Regions from separate parts of the Sus scrofa genome. Here all the other regions are linked to region 1. A link is a contact called in public Hi-C data. All regions are on one chromosome and are shown on one strand. Each heading gives the region's core, a stretch centred on a gene start, on an enhancer-like site or on the middle of the called end of the contact. The rest is flanking DNA. Distances are from core to core; before and after follow the strand shown.

Region 1 (2,820 bases), core at 14-2,513:
CCTCTGGGCCGAGAGGGAGGAGCCGGGCAAGAGGATCCACCCCCTCCCCCTTCGACGGCCCTGTTATCTTTCACCGCAACGTGTCCAATAGTGTGGCGAGTGGGCGGCACCCGCTCCTAAGGCGTGTGAAACCAGGCATAGCAGGCAGGCTTGGGACCCGGGTGCATCCTTCCGCCTCGCTTGTGTCCTGGCGGGCCAGGCCTGTCCCTGTCAGCCGCAGTGTCTTCTCCAGGTGCCTGTATTTGGCATGCCTCTGAGATTCAGAAGAAGGAAGAAAAAGAAGGAAGGAAGCCAAAGACAATGTCCCAAGTCACCGGCACCACGCATAGCTGAACTGGTTGGGAAGCGCTGTGGAGGCATAGTTTTTGTTCTTCCCCTGAGTGGTGACGTGACCGTGGAACAGTAACTCCTCTGCACCTCCGTTTGCTTGGCGCTGTGAGGGCGCTGCAGAAGGTACAGATGAGATTCCCCGTGCCCCTTCACGGTTGTCTCCTAACACCGGTCAGACCTCACCTCGGTGGTTTTCTCTCCCTGGCCTCCCTTGCTGATGGCTCACGAGCACTGTTCATGAAAATCTACTTTTGCAAGTATACCGTCATTTTCGTGGTTATTTGAGACGCCCCCTCCGGATTTTTGAATGCCCAGCGCTTGGCAACCGTTTGCATTGAATGAACACACGGATGAACACGGGGAATGACTTGCGGTTGAGGCTTGCAAAGTACTGGTGCTTTACTATCCGGGAGGCGTTTGCCCTGGGTCACACAGTCAAGACGGCAAGTCAGACATGCTCATCTCCTTTAGGTGGAGGAAAGTGAGGTAAATCCCAGGGAGATGCATGGGCGGTCCTGCATCAGAGTCGCCCACTGCAGGCAGACCATTCTTGTAAAAATGCACTGTTCTTGGGCCCACACAGACCTGGGGAATAAAGCCCAGGGATCTGCATTTTCACAAACTTCCTGGGTGATTATTAGTGATGCAGCAAAGTCCTGTTATTCAAAGTGTGGTCTCTGGATGGAGCAGTGCTTTTTAGATGTCTCAGGAGTCGCTGGGAGATTTGTCAAGTGCAGATTCTGCGGTTCTAACAGATTCCCAGGTGACGCTGATACCCACAGTTCACATTTTTTAAGTAGCAAGGGCCCAGGGCAGTTGTTCACGAACTTAGCTGCACACGAGAATCACCTGAGGGCTTAAAAAAAATCCAGATACCCAGGCCTTGCCCTAGACTGATTACATCAGAGTTTCTCGGGAAGGGAACCAGACATGAGTGATTAAAGACCCCGGAGTTGATTCCAACACGCAGCTCATCTGGTAGGGAATTTTCTAGTGGTTTTCAAAGTAGGGTCCCTGCATCCAGCAACATCACCACCACCTGGGAAGTGGTTAGAAATGCACCGCTTTGAGTCCCGCCATAGACCAACTTGGTCAGACACTCTGGGCTCTGAAACCCAGTTCGAGAGTCCTTCCAGGCAATTCTGAAGCATGTTAACCTTTGAAAAACTCCAAGGGTATGCAGAACGGTAGGGCCAGGTGACTCAGATTCCTTCTGGAGACTCCCACCTCCATGTCCCTGGCCTCCTGTTAGATTCCTTCTGGCCAGGGGAGAAGGGGACTCTGAAGAGCTGTGCACAGACTGCCCTTCCCTGGCACACGCATAGGCAGAGATCGGCAAAGGTGGTCACTTTTTTTTTTTTTTTTTTTTTTTTGTCTTTTAGGGCCGTACCTGTAGCATATGGAGGTTCTCAGGCTAGGGGTCGAATCGGAGCTGTAGCTGCTGGCCTACACCACAGCCACGCCACAGCAACGCCAGATCTGAGCCGCATCTGCGACCTACACCACAGCTCACGGCAACACCGGATCCTTAGCCCACTGAGTGAGGCCAGGGATCGAACCTGCATCCTCATGCATGCTAGGCAGGTTCAGTAAGCACTGAGCCACGACGGGAACTCCCAAAGGTGGGTCACTTCTAAGCAAGGCTGATTTAAAAGTTCAGGGATAAACCTGGGGAATGAGCTGTGTGACCTGGGGTAATTTGGCCATTAGAAAGAACCTCCTAGGAGTTCCCGTTATGGCTCAGTGGTAATGAACCCGACTGTATCCATGAAGATTTGGGTTTGATCCCTGGTCCCCATTCAGTGGGTTGCTGCGGCTGTGGTGTAGGCCGGCAACTGCAGCTCCGTTTTGACCCTTAGCCTGGGGACTTCTATATGCTGTGGGTGCAGCCCTGGAAACCTCCCCCCTCCCCCCCAAAAAAAAGAAAGAATGCATGAAACTCCCAGGTATGCAGACTCTTTCAGGTGAGGGAAGGGAGAAATTGAGAGAGGGCCACTGCAGTCCAGAGACAAAGCCCTGGGCTGAGGGAGGGACTGGGGTCCAAAGATACACAGAATCCCAGGTGATGACAGGGGAGTCCCAGAGAGGTCTCAGGACCCAGTGTGCCAGAAAGAGACCCACAGAGAAGCCCAAGAGGCCTCACTCCCCACAGGGCTGGTTCTGCCCTGTGCGCCCACCTCCTGGGCAACTAAAAGAAGTCCTGGGAGTTCCCTGGTGGCGCAACGGGTGAAGGATCTGGTGTTCTCACTGCTGTGGCTCATGGCACAGGTTCGATCCCAGGCCCAGGAACTTCCACGTGCCATAGATGCAACCAAAAAAAAAAAGAGAAAGAGAAGTGCCAACCTCCAAGGTAAGAGCCCACTGGGAAACCCAGATTCCAGCACAGGTAGACAGGCGCCCCCAGCAGCACTCTGCTTTTAGGGCAGAGAGCCTGTCTGCCCCACCCCAGCCCCGGCCTGGCACACTAGGGTGGGAGAGGGAGTCCTTGGC
Region 2 (2,852 bases), core at 347-2,846, 3.7 Mb after region 1:
TGGCTCTGGGGGCTCAGGTACCAGCGTGGTGTCGGTCACCTTCACCACCTGGATCTCGACGAGGTCGCTCGGGGGGGTGGCCGGGCGGCCATCATCAGGCACCAGGACCTGGGTGAGGGGGAGAAGAAACAGAGGAGCCTGTGGCCTCTGCCTCAAGGCCTCCCCACCTGATTATTAAAACACCTCCCTTTTGTAGCATGCTGGATCCCTCGATTTCTAGATTCAGCTCTCCGCTGCTTCCCCGGCCCGGGATTCTGTTACGTGCCTTTGAAGACTTCCCCTCCCGTCTGAAATGGTCCACAGATCCAGCCATCTCTCTCCTCCATCCCAGTGAAAAGCCAATTACCTCACTGCACCTTTTTTTTTTTTTTTTTTTTTTTTGAGGGGGCCTCCCTCGCAGCAGGCCTATGATCCTGGGCCAGGGATTGAACCCGTGCCACAGCAGCGACCCAAGGTGCCACAGCAGCGACCCAAGGTGCCACAGCAGCAACGCAAGCTGCCACAGCACCAACGTGGAATCCTCGGGCCACTGGGGAACTTCATAAGGCAAACATTCTTTGCCAAGTGTCCTGAACCTCTGACTGCCTCTGGTCCTCTGCCTGGCTCCCTCATAACCCATTTTCCCAAAGCAGCCTTAATGACCTTTTGAAAACGGGAACAGATGGAAGTCATTTTCCCATTCGCAACCCTCCCATGACACCCACTGCACTTAAAATCCAAAGCCTTAATTCATATCCATCACGATCTGCCTCCCGCTTATCTCTCTGGCCCCAGTGTAAATATAAGCCGGCACACAGCTGACTTCTCTCTCGACTAAATTTAGCTCCCCTCCGCGCCGCTCTATCAGCTCACTCTTTATCGAACATAACACAATAAGACTTCTTTATTGTCTCTCTCCTCTTCTGGGCTGCAAGCTCCAAGAGGATAGTTTATTTGCCGCCTTCACCTCTCCATCTGTCTAGCCCAAGTGGGAGCACAGTAAATGTCTGCTGAATGAAAGACTGTCCTCAGATACGCTCTCAGCCTGAGTGGGGTCCAAAGGCAGCTGGAGCAGGCACTTCTGCCCCCAAATCCTCTCTTGGGTAGCACTTAGACTCTTGCAGAATCATCCCCCTACCCCGAAGTGGGTGACCCAACCATAACCCCACACCCTTCTCTTCCAGGGTCACCTTCCCAACCTTCCACCCAGGTTCCGGAACCCTAAAATTCATGAGGTCCCGCCCTCTGAAGGCTCCGCCCCCTCATTAGACAAACTCAATCCCTCGGACTCCTCGCTCGGGTGGATCCCTCTCCAGTTCTGACTTGGCCCGCCCACCCTCCTCCTCCGGCCACGCCCCTCCAACCTCACACCGCCCCCACGAGAAGCCCCGCCCCCAGGGCCATAGCCCTAAATACCTCCCCCGCCCAGCTCTAAGCCCCACCCCCACCCCTGCGACCTCCTGCCGCCTAGAGCCCCCGCGCCGGGGCCCTTCCTCGCCCGCACCAGGTCCGGAGGTTCCGGGGATCGCGGCTCCGGGCCCGCTGAGCTCAGACTCGGCGACTCCGGGCGCGCGGCAGCCATCTTGTCCCCAGGCCCCGCCCCCAATGCCAGAGGTCAATCCGGAGGGGGTGGGGCCTAGGCTGGCGTCGGGGCCCCGCGCAGGCGGCCTGGAGGAGGGGCGGGGCTTCCCGGGAGCTGGCTCTCTCCATCCCCAGGGAGAAAGTGGTGAATTTCTTCCTAATTGCCTGTCAGTGCCCCCAAGAGACAGCCTGCGTGGGGCGCTGGGGTGGCTCTGAGCTAATTCTTTTGTGTACGTGTCTTTTTAGGGCGAACCCGCAGCGTATAGAGGTTCCCAGACTAGGAATCGAATCGCAACTGCACCTGCCGGCCTGCACCACAGCCACAGCAACGCTGGATCCTTAACCCCCTGAGCGGAACCACGGATCCCTCCTGATTTTGTCGGGTTCGTTTGTGCCAGGCCACGACGGGAACTCTCCTGTGAGCTAATTCTAATTTCTTTTTTTTTTTTTTTTTTTTGGTCTTTTTGCTATTTCTTGGGCCGCTCCCACGGCATATGGAGGTTCCCAGGCCAGGGGTCTAATCGGAGCTGTAGCCACAGGCCTACGCCAGAGCCACAGCAACGCGGGATCCGAGCCGCGTCTGCAACCTACACCACAGCTCACGGCAACGCCGGATCGTTAACCCACTGAGCAAGGGCAGGGACCGAACCTGCAACCTCATGGTTCCTAGTCGGATTCGCTAACCACTGCGCCACGACGGGAACTCCCTAATTTCTCTTTTTAATCTCCATGAGTAGGCTCTGGCGGTCACTTGACACCAGAATTGAACAACCTTTGTTGTGTTCACACTACACGTTTTTGTGGTCACCTACTCCCTGGTTCGAGATAACTCAGTGAGGCAAAGGTTACAAATGTAAGGACTTTTAAGTCCCTTTGCAAAAATATACTGAACCGACTGCCACACTAGTGGTACTGGGATTCATTAGCAAGTATCCACAGGTTGTGTGAAGTTTGGGAAATGCGCCTTTGAAGGCAAGAGCCCAAGGGCAGGGGTTTTCGGCAGTTACAAGGACAGGGCTGAGGGCTCAGCTGTCCAGTTACTCGTTCCTTGGCCCGGCTGTGTGACCTTGGAGAGGTCATCGCGCTACTTCTGACCATGCCTGCATTTATGCATACATCTGTAGAGGGTTGCGAAACCCACTAAAACAGAGAGATGCGAGATCGCTGGAACACTCTTAAATTGTTTTCCTGGAAGGGCAGGGTGGATGACTGAACGTGACGATCATGCGCAAATTCGGTTCTCCCTCTTTAGGGAACATGATAGGGTTGTATTTTCCTTTGCAGTTAGACGT
Region 3 (2,824 bases), core at 284-2,783, 3.8 Mb after region 1:
CAGGGGGGGCTCCGGGGAGCGGATGGTCAGGCGGGAAATGGGGAGGTTGGGGAGACAAGGTGTAATTAGTCCCCCAGAGGCAGGAGTGGGAGGAGAGAAGCAGCTGTGCCCTGAACAACTCGGAGGAGCAGAACTCCGGGAAGGAGGCATGAGCCGACTTGGACCAGAGGCAAGGCGGCAGAAGGCGGGACTCAATGACTTTTGGGAGAGGCGACCATCGAGGGGAGCGGGGAGCTCTGAACAGAGACTGCCTCCAGGAGGCGGTAAAGCGAGATTCTCTGTCTCCCGGAAGTGCCCGCTGCGTGGCTAGCAGCGTCGGCGCGGTTGGGGGGGGGAACGCTCGCTTGTGTGGTTGCCACGGCAACCGCAAGGGGGCGGCCTTGCTCAACGGTCGGGAATGTAGTCCCTTCCCTGGAGGAAGGAAATCTCGCGCACGCGCGCTCGGGCTGTGGCCCCGACGACCCGCCCCCCCTCTCCGAACAGTGAGAGGTCTCGGTTCAGACCGATCTCTACGCAGGCGCAGAGGCTCTCTCGCGCTCGCCCCTTCCACTTTGCGCATGCGCACAAAGCCGCGCTGGCAACCTCCGCAGCAGCCGCGCGCACTCTTCACTCCGCTGGCTGCTTTTGTCTCGCGAAACCTTCTTAGGCGCTTCTCAACATCGGTCCTTCTTTTCCTCCCATCGCCCCACAGGGAGAGCCGGGTGCTGAGAGCCGAGACCCTGCCTCTTCTTTTCCTTTCCCCTGACCCACCTCGCCTCTGTCCTCCCTCCCTTTTTGGTTCCCGGAGCCGGAAGGAGCCGAAGCGCCCACGGAAAAAGCCGAAGGTGTCTGCTGTGAGTCCTTCCCCAGGCGGTGGCGGAAGGAGCCGAAGTTCTCCGAAAGGGGGAGGAGGTTGCTCTTGGAATCTCCGGAAAGAGCCGAAGTTTGGAAACGGGTTTAATCTCTGGTTGGGCCCGAGGGGGAGCGCCAGAGACCTTCGGAAAGTGCCGAAATCCGGGACGGTTAGGATTGTCGGAAGTGGCCGATTGCTTGGACAGGGCCGTTGGGAAAGAGAGGGTAGAATCCGTGGAAGCAGCCAAAGACGGACGGTTTGAGTTCTTGGAAGAAGCTGAATTCTAAGTGGGGAGTCTGGGTGCTAGGAATGCGAGGACCTACGGAAACATCCGAACGTTGAAGAGCTACTATCCGAAAAGTTACGAAAACCTGAGAAGCCTGCGAAACCCTCGCTTCGGGTGTTTTCGGAAGCAGCCGAAGTCGCCTCTCCCTTCGCTCCTCCACGGTCCGGAAATAGCCGACGCGTTTCGGAGCCAGGCCCTGGGGGGAGGTGCGCCTCGTGGGCGGGCCGGCGGGGAGAGGGGCGGAGCCGGGGCGGGGCTGGGCGGGCGGCAGGGGCTTGATTAGGTAGGAGGCGGTGGAACGCCGGCGGCGGCCGGAAGTAGCCGAAGCAAGCGGCGGAAGTAGCCGAAGCGGCCGGATCGGGCGCGCGGCAAGGCGAGGCGAGAGCTACACAGGGCCCTACGCGGCCGCCTCAGCATGTCGGACTTCGACGAGTTCGAGCGGCAGCTCAACGAGAATAAGCAAGGTGAGGGCGCCGGGGGTGCGGGGCGGCGGGCGGGGCGGCTCTCGGCTTCCCCCTGTGTCCCCCGCCATTTTCCCCCTCGCTTCCCCCCCTTAGGCCCGCACGGCGCCCCCCCACCCCGCGGTGCGCGCCTTACTCACGTGACCGCCCGGCGTGCCGCCGCGCGGGAGGGGAGGGGGCGGCGGGCGCATGCGCGCCGCGTTCGGTTCCGCGCCCCACGTGGCCCCCGGCGCGGGTGGCGCGGGCGCCGCAGGCTGTCGGGAGTCCGTTGCGGACTTATTTTCTATTTTTTTAATTTGGAAAGGAGATTATGTAGATTGGGTCCCGCAACCCCTCCTTTTCTCCCGATGCCCTCGCACTTCCGCTTCCGGCCGGGCCCGCGGCCGGTGTCTCCACGCCCCCTTTGTTCCAAAATGGCGGTTGGAGCCCCCCTTCACGTGGGCGCATGCAGGGCCGCGGTGTGGGCCCTTCTCGCACCGCCGCCCTTCGCGCCTTTCCTGGGGGCTAGTCGCCGGGGTCCCTTCCAGCCTAACGTGGGTGATGCGGTGTCTCCTGGGAGAGGTCCGCACTGTGCGTTTTCAGTGTTCCTCCCGCACGCGGTTCTCCCTCGCGCCGTCGCGCCAGGCACAGTGTGGCGTGTCTGCCCCCCATATCTCCTCAGTTAGACAGGTCCCCTGTTCTGTACGAGCCCACCCTCCGGGCGCCGCGTGTGTCCGCCTTTTCAACGTGGCGATAAAGAGACAGGCTCGGAGCGAGTAGGGAGACTTAGCTCAGTTGGGAGGATGGGAGGCAAAGTCCCTCCGGTGATGCGGAGTCCAAGTAGGAGGCCGAGCTAGTGCCGACTAGTTTGGACACCCCACGAATGTTAGAACAAACTTAGGCCTGGAGGAGGTGGCGAGCGCGAGGCCTAAGCTCCTTGTGGTCAGAGGACTGCACAGGGGGCGGGGGGCGCTGGGGTTCCCCTTTCAGCCCAGTCTGCAGTTGGGAGCAGGTGGCTGGTTTAGGAGGAGACAGCGCCTGGGGAAGACGAAGTCGGGTTTCGGAGTGCCCACGGGGTGTCTGTACACGTTGTAACGCTTCACAGCACAGGCTTTGGAGGGGAGGAGACTTGGCTTCTAGTACCTGCTTTGTTGCTAAGTAGTTGTGGAACTTTAACACGTCTATGCTTTTTTTTTTTTTTTTTAATCCTTTTCTTGTGTGTAGTGGCTGTTAAATAGGTATGTGTCTTTATTACCGGTTTCTGGA

Evidence for each region. A called contact is a pair of places that touch in the nucleus more often than the background predicts.
Region 2: a contact with region 1 is called in a Hi-C map of liver, with 5 times the contacts expected there. The contact joins the promoter of ZNF784 here to the promoter of CNOT3 in region 1. A contact is called at or near these places in 2 of 47 Hi-C or Micro-C datasets (liver and skeletal muscle).
Region 3: a Hi-C map of embryonic fibroblasts shows a contact between it and region 1, with 4 times the contacts expected there. The contact joins the promoter of U2AF2 here to the promoter of CNOT3 in region 1. A contact is called at or near these places in 2 of 47 Hi-C or Micro-C datasets (embryonic fibroblasts and liver).

What each region holds. Positions count from the first base shown.
Region 1 is chr6:55,991,877-55,994,696 of Sscrofa11.1, forward strand. It overlaps CNOT3 (CCR4-NOT transcription complex subunit 3), which reads right to left and starts at 1,264. Exons shown (of 18, transcript XR_002344772.1): 1 at 1-1,264.
Region 2 is chr6:59,739,769-59,742,620 of Sscrofa11.1, forward strand. ZNF784 (zinc finger protein 784) reads right to left here and starts at 1,597. Exons shown (of 2, transcript XM_003356071.4): 1 at 1,484-1,597; 2 at 1-108. The coding sequence starts at 1,561. It overlaps ZNF581 (zinc finger protein 581), which reads left to right and starts at 1,644. Exons shown (of 5, transcript XM_021095062.1): 1 at 1,644-1,727; 2 at 2,845-2,852.
Region 3 is chr6:59,772,657-59,775,480 of Sscrofa11.1, forward strand. It overlaps U2AF2 (U2 small nuclear RNA auxiliary factor 2), which reads left to right and starts at 1,534. Exons shown (of 12, transcript NM_001315804.1): 1 at 1,534-1,582. The coding sequence starts at 1,534.